Regions from separate parts of the Urocitellus parryii genome. Here region 2 is linked to region 1. A link is a contact called in public Hi-C data. All regions are on one chromosome and are shown on one strand. Each heading gives the region's core, a stretch centred on a gene start, on an enhancer-like site or on the middle of the called end of the contact. The rest is flanking DNA. Distances are from core to core; before and after follow the strand shown. Region 1 holds the start of Elovl3 (ELOVL fatty acid elongase 3). Region 2 holds the start of Nfkb2 (nuclear factor kappa B subunit 2).

What was found. A called contact is a pair of places that touch in the nucleus more often than the background predicts.
Region 2: a contact with region 1 is called in a Hi-C map of liver, with 4 times the contacts expected there. The contact joins the promoter of Nfkb2 here to the promoter of Elovl3 in region 1. A contact is called at or near these places in 2 of 2 Hi-C or Micro-C datasets (liver and muscle).

Annotation. Positions count from the first base shown.
Region 1 is chr5:185,994,561-185,999,483 of mUroPar1.hap1, forward strand. Elovl3 (ELOVL fatty acid elongase 3) reads left to right here and starts at 2,506. Exons shown (of 4, transcript XM_026401181.2): 1 at 2,506-2,606; 2 at 3,413-3,544; 3 at 4,343-4,494; 4 at 4,749-4,923. The coding sequence starts at 2,506.
Region 2 is chr5:186,149,300-186,154,222 of mUroPar1.hap1, forward strand. It overlaps Nfkb2 (nuclear factor kappa B subunit 2), which reads left to right and starts at 2,827. Exons shown (of 23, transcript XM_026401124.2): 1 at 2,827-3,378; 2 at 4,527-4,792. The coding sequence starts at 4,772.

The sequences.
Region 1 (4,923 bases), core at 1,256-3,755:
TTTAAATTATCATTGAAAGAAAGAAATAGCATGCTATGAAAGCAGTAATAGGGGTACCAAAACAAGTTCAAAGGTTAGGGAAGGTTTCTGAAAATTTTTCCTTTTTTTTCCTTCTTCCACACACACCTCCCCCAAGCCTCATCATTAAACTTCACACAAGAAAAGGTAAAACAGTTTTATTCAAGAGAAATCCAAGACTGAGTACCTTTTCTCTATGCATTTGTAAACTTCCAACTTCCATGTGTCTAGTCCAGAATATCTTGTCAGTGACATTATCTGAATTGGAAACTGATACCAACCTTGGTAGGCAAGCAAGTGTAACTACTTGCATTTTGCTGTTGAAGAATATTTAATCTGAGAGTTTAGGTAACTTGCCTAAAATCATATAGCCAATAGTTAATGGTAGCACTGGGACTTGAACTCAGATCTCATAACAAGTAGACTGTTATTATGGTTTGAATATTGTTGAGTGTATCTTCCAGAAATTCATTTGCTAGGAGCATGGTATCCCCATGTAATGGTATTGAGGTGGTGGGGGTCTTTAAGAGATGATTAGATCATGGGGGCCCTTGATAGAGATTAATGTAGTTCTTGCAGAGCTTGGTTAGTTCCCACAAGAGTTGATTGTTATAAAAGAGTGAGCCTGGCCCCTCCGCATTCTTTTGCTTCTTCTCTCACTATGTGGTCACTCTCAGATGTGCCCCTATCATGAGATGCCATTCACCGTGTTATGGCGCAGCCAGAATAACCTCTGGCATGGCTGTCAGATCTTGGTTGTTTTTCATTTATCAAGTACCCAGCCTCAGGCATTTTGTTATAGCAATACAAAACAATTAATCAATGGTGCAATCAGGAGCCACTGAAGCCACTGGAAAGCAGCATGACCTAGTTTAGGTTTTAGTCAATCATTTTCTGGATAATAGGACAGAAAGTGTTGGTTATCAAAGTATTGTCTGGGATTATCTATGGAGTCAGAATTTCTTGGGTAGGGGCTCAGGAATCTGGTAATCAGCTGGGTTTGGGAACTTTTTTTTTTCTGATTTCAGTGCAATAAAAAGAGAAGCACTGTATTAAAGAAGGCAGTGGTACAGCCAGTTAAGGTAACTACACTGGTGGTTGCAGTAATCAGGTTAAAGGGGATGAGTTGCAGAGAGAAAGGAATGTACATTTGGGTCAATTAAATGGCATGGACAGAATTTTCTACTCTACCCTTCCATAGATAGGGAAGTGGAATTAGATCTCTACCTGGCTCCCATGGTTCCAGAGTCTTTGGGCTTTACTGTACATAGTTGCTTATTTACATATCTTGATTTTAACTATTTTGTATTTATTTTTCTTAGCACTTATCTTGCAAATTTCCATCTTATCTCTAACTGCCTCAAGTCTTGTAGTTCTCTTTTGTTTTCATAAAGTGTAGGAGAGAAATAAGGAATAGCCAGGTAAAGTCTTAAAAGTTTTAAAACATTTCTTTCTTTTGGACTGGGCACATAGGGGGAAAAGAATTAGATTTTATTAGACAAGCACAGACTGAAGAGAGAAAACAGCAGGCCTTGGGGAAATGCACTAGATCTCTGGTTCCTTGAACCCTAGGAGACCTTTGGGAAACCCAAACACAATAATTTCAGAAGCCCAGGGGGTGACCCCATTTCCTCTGCAAGGTTATTACTGGGTGTCAGGAGCAGTTCAGGAATTCAGGAAACTATAAAGAAACCACAACAGCTTCAACAACGGCCTCCTCAAACGTCAATATCAACAACCTCAATAATGAAATTGATTAAAGTTCATCTCCCTCCACCCACAACCAGAGATCCAAAGCTCGGAGGCAGAAGGGACTACAGGAACTCTTCATTGCCCAACCTAGTTCTTCCTCATCCCCCGCCTATTTTCCCCATTATCTCAAGGATCCTGGAAACTGCCTCCCCCATCTCTGGGTGAGGGCACCATGGCCAAGGACACCTCCACTTTATTCTCACTGCCAAGAAGGTTAAGATTAAAGCAAGCTGAGTCAAAGGTTACGGCCGGCAGGGCTGAGTTCTCTGAGAGGCCGTGGAGGATGAGCCAAGCAGGTGCAGTGGAAGTGATGATGGAGAAAAGGGTGGCAAAGTGGGCGGGGCCAGGGCTCACAAGAGCCTCGCGGAGCAAGGCCGGCGCCTAGGGGCGGGGCCCTCAGGGATGATGGATGCAGGGAAGGGTGCGGCCCAGAGGCGGGACCAGGGTGTATCTCGGCCAAGATTGGATAACGGCTGAGCGCGGGGAGGAGGCCGAGCACAGTCAGGCCCGCAGTTCAGCAATTCGCGTTATATACGACGGCGGCGGCGGCGGCGGCGGCGGCGAGAGCCGGCTGGACTGTAGCTCCCACCCGGTTCCGAGCCCCTCCTGCCTCTCCCAGGAATTTTCTTTCTGTCCTGGCTGCGTTCTGTCCCTCTCTGAGGTTCATTTTGTCCTCGGCCCCGCAGTCTCTTTATCAGCCCTCCAAGCCCTGGACCTGGACGCCTGCAGAACCAAATGGTCACAGCTATGAATGTTTCGCACGAAATGGAGCAACTGTTCCAGCCCTATAACTTCGAGACGTTCCAGGATTTAAGACCCTTTTTAGAAGAATACTGGTGAGACCTGGGAATGGGGAAGGGCCAGATGTGTGTGTGTGCGGTGGGCAGACCCTACTGTTTGGTCCCGGCGAGGGTCCGGGCGAGGGGTAGGCTGAAGGCCAGCAATGATTTTCTTAAAGAGCAAAGTTATAGGATCCCTCATACTAGCTCCAACCCATCGTTGTCCAAGATGCAGGTAGTGTGGCACCTCGAAGAGATAAGAGCTAGAAGAAAGGATGCAGAAATGAGTATGGGGAGCAGGGTGTGGGAGGAGACAGAAGCCAAAGAAAGAGTGTAGAGAGAACGGGTAGTTGAAGAATGAGGTTGATTAGAACCCCTCCAACCTGCTCTACTTAATTATCATGCTCCCTAAAAGCCCCATCATCTTTTCTGTGGAGACTGAAGCAAAACCAGGGAGTTCTTCCAAGCTTTCCCCGGGCTCTCTGGCTTAGCCCTAAAGCTACCCCAGAGGTGTCTTTGGGCTGACTTTGTGCTCAAGCCAATTTGCCACAAACCAACCAATGCAGAAGCTATTGCCACATTCTTACACCACAGCCCTGGGTCATGGGCCAATGGTCATCAGTCTCCAGCCTAATAAAGAATGCAATAATCACCTTGGATATAGTCTCTACCCTGTGTTATAATTAACATGGTTAGGAGAGGACCTCCCTCCCACCACCTTTACAAATAAGAAAACCAAAATATCACATGGCTAGTAAGTGGCAGAGTTGGAACTCTAATCTAGACATTAACCTGGAGAGATGAGTGGGCATTTCTCTGACCAACAGCCACCTTTTAGCCCATCTCTGCCTTCTGCCTGCCAGGACAACCTCATTCTTCATAGTTCTGATATACCTGCTGCTCATTGTTGTGGGGCAGAACTACATGAAGGATCGGAAAGGCTTCAACCTGCAGGGACCTCTCATCCTCTGGTCCTTCTGCCTTGCAATCTTCAGGTAAGGTAGTCCCTCCTCCTACCTAGTATTTAGACCTCCATTTCATCCCTTAAAACTTTCCAGAAACTCAGTTTTATTGACTCCCAACTTTTACCTTCTTCTATATGCCCTCTTTTCCTTCTTTTCTAGACCCCAACCTGGCAATTTCTGCTCCATCCCTTTTGCACTCATGGAATCTGTACTTCCAAATCTCTCTAGCCTTAGCAGGGCATAGTGACACATGCCTGTAATCCCAAAGATTTAGGAGGCAGAGGCAGAAGAATCACATGTTCAAAGCCAGCCTTGGCAACTTATTGAGGCCCTAAGCAACTTAGCGAAATCTTCTCTCAAGATGAAAAATAAAAAGGTCTGGGATGTACCTCAGTGGCTAAGCACCCCTCAGTTCAATTACCTGTACCAAAAAAAAATTTGTACCAAAAATATTTCTCCAGCCTCTAATACTGTCAGCAACTAACACCCTCTTCCAATACTGTCCCAGTCCTTCCTTCCCATGTTTTCTTCCCCTAAATCCTTTGATTTTCCCCAAACTGCTACTCACTTCTTAGGCTTCCACCCCATCCCAAGAACACTAACTCTACTTTCAGTCTCAGCTCCCTTCACATTCCCTGGTATTTTCCAACCCTCATTTCCTGTGGAATACTGGATGAATCTATCAAATTGGCTCCAGGATCTCAGAATCTGTGATCTATTCCCCCTGCAAGGGTAAGGAGGTGATGGAGCACAAGACTTAGTGACCTTGTCAAGCTAGGGGAAAGGGTGGATTGATGCCTTACACTCTCTTTCTCTGTTCCATTTCAGTATCCTGGGGGCAGTGAGAACATGGGGCTTTATGGGGACTGTGCTACTTAGGGGGGGCCTGAAGCAAACTATGTGCTTCACCAGCTACGCTGAAAATGCCACAATCAGATTCTGGTCCTGTGTCTTTCTTCTCAGCAAGATCATTGAACTTGGTGAGTGACAAGACTTTGTCTCTCTGGTGCCCAGTGAATCGCACCCTTCCTCAGAGCCCTCCCCTCACTCATCATATGGAGAATACCTTCCCCACCCCTAGGTCCTAACAACACATGTTACCTAAGCCCTTCTTCAGGTTCTCTGCCACGAAAACTCCTCCCCACCCTGAGAATTCCTCCTGGGCCCCTACACCCAATGTAGAGGATGGTCCCAGCACTGGAAGGTTTGCCAGCTATGACTTCTTATCTCCCAGGAGACACAGCCTTCATCATCCTGCGCAAGCGACCACTCATCTTTGTGCACTGGTACCACCACAGCACAGTGCTACTATTCACAAGCTTTGTATACAAGAACAAAGTACCTTCAGGTGGTTGGTTCATGACCATGAACTTCGGTGTACATGCCATTATGTACACTTATTACACTCT
Region 2 (4,923 bases), core at 1,577-4,076, 160 kb after region 1:
AAGGCAGCCCGGCCGGTCGAAATAATAAGCTTGCTTTAATTTGAATTTAATTGGAGTCAGTGGTCTTTTCTTGCGTCCTGGTCTAACAGTGAGATATATGAGGTTGACCAGCCAGAGAAAAAGGCTATCACCTTATAAATTCAGTTTAGTTGGAGTCTATTGGTGAATGAATGGAGCAAATTTGTGGTGCATCTACTCTGGGCCAGGCATCATGCTAGGATTGAGTGCAGAAACAAATGATCCTTAGGTTGAAAATTAGTGGAACAAATAAGTTTCTTAAGTTCAGATAGATGAGGCTATACCAACTGACAACTATCTACAGTTAAAAGTTGGAATATAACAAACTAACACTATTCCATTTAAGAATCTATTTTGCTGAGCGTGGTGGCACATGCCTGTAATCCCAGCAGCTAGGGAGGCTGAGCCAGGAGTATCTCGAGTTCAAAGCCAGCCTTAGCAAAAACGAGAAACTATGCAACTCAGTGAGACCCTGTCTCTAAATAAAATACAAAAAAAGGCTGGGGATGTGGCTCAGTGGTTGAGTGCCCCTGAGTTCAATCCCCGGTACCCATTCCCCAAAAAAATATCTGTTTTACCATGTAAATGTTGTAGACAAATCCTAAATTTCAGCACCATACGGTATTCTCTTTAGAGATCCACTATAAAGTGGAAAGACCTACTTTGTTTTATACAAAATTTAGGGGGAAAACTTCATCCCTGGAAGCAAGAGACTGGTTTCCATCTTGGTTCTGACCCTTTCTAGCTATGTGTTTGGCCATGTTACTTCACCTCTATGAGCCTTAACTTCATCAGTAAAGTAAAGGTAATACAATCATCACTGATCTGAAATTGACAATAATTTAAGATTTTGGAGCAGTTCAGATTTTGAGATTAGGGGATGCTCTGAAACACTTCTGGTTTCAAGCATTTTTTTTTTTAAGAGAGAGTGAGAGAGGAGAGAGAGAGAGAGAGAAATTTTTTAATATTTATTTTTTAGTTCTCGGCGGACACAACATCTTTGTTGGTATGTGGTGCTGAGGATCGAACCCGGGTCGCACGCATCCCAGGCAAGCGCGCTACCGCTTGAGCCACATCCCCAGCCCTCAAGCATTTTTATATAAGGGATACCCAATCTGTGTATTTTCATGCTATATTGGGAGGGAAGAATAAGAGCTTACACTAATGTACTCTAACATTATATTCGCTGTCAAGATGAAGAGGAAGAAAAGTAATAGGAAATGAAGAGCCCAAATCAAGAACCATAATCAAGAACCTCTTTGTGCCAAGCCAGTAAATTGCATCCTTAAGAAGGTCAGAAATAGCTGGTGGCACACCTGTAATCCCAGTGACTTGGGAGGTTGAGACAGGAGGATCTCTAATTCAAAGACAGCCTCAGCAAAAGCCAAGTACTAAGCAACTCAATGAGACACTATCTCTTAACTAAAATAAAAAATAGGGCTGGCAGGTGACTCAGTGGTCTAGTGCCCTTGATTTCAATCCCCAGTACCGCCCCCCACCCCCAAAAAAGGTCAGAGACATGTTGCAGAAATTAGGGACAGCAAGAGGGCCCAGAAATTGTCCATTATTCCATTACAAGTTTAAGAGAGGACTGACTACTGTAGAAATGAAGATAATTTAAGGCACCTTCTAAAGAGAAGAAACTCTTTAAGAAACAACCAGAGAGGTCCAGCCCTGAGTGGGACTTAGTGAATTCCTGTTGTGATCTTTCTGCTGTTAGATGTGTTCAAGTGGAAGTTAAAAAGTATACAAGAGGTCATTTTCTACATCAGAGATGGGATTGAACTATTTAGATTTGGGCTATTTTTTCAATTTTAATTTATTTTTAATTTATTTATTTATATTTTTTTAAAGAGAGAGAGAGAGAGAGAATTTTTTTTTAATATTTATTTTTTAGTTTTTGGCGGACACAACATCTTTGTTTGTATGTGGTACCGAGGATGGAACCCGGGCCGCAGGCATGCCAGGCGAGCGGGCTACCGCCTGAGCCACATCCCCAGCCCTATTTATTTGTTTGTTTGTTTGTTTGTTTGTTTGTTTATTTATTTTTGTACCAGGGAGTGAATTCAGGGGCATTCGACCACTGAGCCACATCCCCAGCCCGACACATCTTAATTTTATAGGATCAAATTTAGCGCCCCGCACACGCCAGGCGAGTGCGCTACCGCTTGAGCTACATCCCCAGCCCCATCTCCAGCCCTTTTAAAAACAAATATTTATTTTTTAGTTGTAGTTGGACACAATAGCTTTAATCTACTTATTTATGTGGTGCTGAGGATCGAACCCAGGGCCTCGCATGTGCTGGCGAGCGCTCTACTGCTGAGCCACAACCCAGCGCCCCCAGCCCTTTTTTAAAAATATTTTATTTAGAGACAGGGTCTCACTGAGTTGCTTAGCGCCTCATTTTTGCTGAGGCTGGCTTTGAACTCGAAATCCTCCTGTCTCAGCCTCCTGAGCCCCTGGGATTACAGGCGTGCGCAACCGGGCCGGTTCAATTCTAATATTATTGATCTGTGTGGTGGATGAAAGAGGCCTGGGTCTCCTAGGTAAAAACTTCCTATCTCTCTCCCAGCGCAGAGTTATCGAACAGGTCAGAGTGAAAACCTGGTCCACTATGGATCTGCCACGTAGATTTAAATTTCGGGCTCAGTCTCCCTCCTTACGACAGAATGTCTCAGCCTCTCCAGCAGCTGGGATTACAGGCGTGCCTTTAGAGGATTAGAGGAGGAGCCTTCGGGCCCTGTACAAAGTCTCCTAGTGACTCCAGAGAGGCCGCCAGATGGCGCCCTGGGTCTGACCACAAAGTCAACTTCCTTCCTCTTCCCCTAACTTCCCAGCAGTCGGCCCGGCTCGGGGCGCGGGACCGGAGGGTTGGGACCAGCCGGCTTCCCCTCGGGGTTCCCCAGCTTCGGAGGTAGCCACGCGTTAAGAGTAGCAAAAGCCCAGTACCAGCCGGGACTCTCAGCTGTCTAGGGCAAGCCTGGGCGGGTGAAGAGAACCGAGCCCCGTAGCCCTCGGCTGGGAGAGGTGCTAGGTCACCGGTCCTGGCAGGGGCTAGCCCTCCGGCCAGAGCTTGCACCAGGTGGGCAGTCACCCCTACTCCCCGCCCAGCCCAAACCTTTCCGCTCTGAGAGGCGCGCCTGAGTCGATCTTGGTTGGCTGCGCGAGTCCCGGAGTTAAAACTTTCAGCCAATGAAAAGGTGCTAGAGGCGTGACGCACGGAAACGTCACGGGAATTCCCCCCTCCGGGGGGCGGAAAAGGGGCTTTCCCCGTTGGTGTCCTGGTAACTGGAGTAGTGTCTCCACCCGTCCGAGGCGGGTCGGACGCTAATAGTAGCCGGAACCAGAGTCGTCGCCACGGTGAGTGGCCGGGTTAAGACCCTTGGGTAGCTAGGATACCGGGGTGGGGGGCCTGTGGGAGGAGGCAGGAGGGCAGGCCGTTAGGTGACCGAGTCCCAGATCTGGAGAGCAGCAGACGCAAGCATCCAGAAAGCGCCGACGCAAACAAAACGCACAGGTACACGTCGACATCCTTGTTCAAACATACGCAGACCGGTACGTACTCTTGCACTTGTGCAGGCACGAATACAGCAGTGTCTTTACAGTCGAACTCGCGCACACATGCACAAGCATACATGCTCACCTGTGCACCAATGCCTGGACACACCCTTCATTCACAACCTCCTAAACATGTCATCCGTATCTTACACATCTAGCCATGCACTGACATTTACCTACACTGAGAAGCTCAGGAACTCACCTGTTTAGATATGCTCACTTGTACATGCATGTTGACACCCTGCACATAATATGAATCTGAGCATTTGGGCCGAAACACACTTGTATCCCTGTGATGGAGACACATACATGTAGTCCATATGGCTGTGCTGGGGTCGGAGATGTGCAGGGATCGGCCTGGGCACCAGGAACAGGTGCAGCTTGGGAATCTAGGCAGCTGAGACATTCGCGGAGAGGGAGAGAAACCTATCCCAAGGAGACACCTTTCCCATACCCTGCAGCCCAGAGTCACGTTCTCGGGGCAGTACCCTAGGGCCCCCAACTGGGAAGAACCCCCGCCTACAGGTCATTCGAAGAGGAGGCCTTCCGACAGCAGGAATGTCCCCCCAAAAGCCCCTGGGGTGAATCAGCCGTGGCCTCCCTCCTGGCAGAAAATCCCAAGGTTACTCCAAGCCAGAGGAGCGCGGGACGGGGTGGGGCGGGCCCGGACTCAGACTGAGCCTCTCGGGCCGCGAAAGACCTTCTGTCCGCGGCGCCTGCACTGGAGGGAGGAGGAGACCTAACCCCCATCAGGGGTTGCCCGGATTCCGTGCCCTTTGCGGGTGGACAGGCAGTCGGTGCCCACAGCCTGTGAGAGCCTCCAGCCCCTCCCGCCCCGGGGGCGGGACCATTGGCGTCATTTCCAGGCCCGCCCCCTCCGGCCCCGCCTCCTCTGGTATTTTCGGGACTTTCCTAAACTGCTCTAACTTTCTGCCCCTTCCCTGGCCCAGCCCAGCTCCGGATCTCGCTCTCCACCGGATCTTACCCGCCACACCCGGACAGGCGACCCGAGGAGATCGGACCCTCCCCCAAATCTGGGCACCCCTTTTCCTCCCACCCCTATCCTGATTTATTCCCTACCCGCCACCCCCCCGTCACCCCCCCACACACACACACCTTAGGCGGGAGCCTAAAACTCTGAGAAGCAGAACCAGGGGCCGAAGCCACCAGACAGAGCCGGGCCTAGCCCAGAGACATGGACAGTTGCTACGACCCAGTGAGTCACGCTGCCTGGCCCTGAAGGCAGCCGGTGCCCCCAGTGTCTTTCTTTCTGCGGGAGCCGCTCAGTTCCCTTACGTTTGTGTGTCCTCAGCTCGCTTGTCAGTCTGATCACCTGTCTGCAAGCTG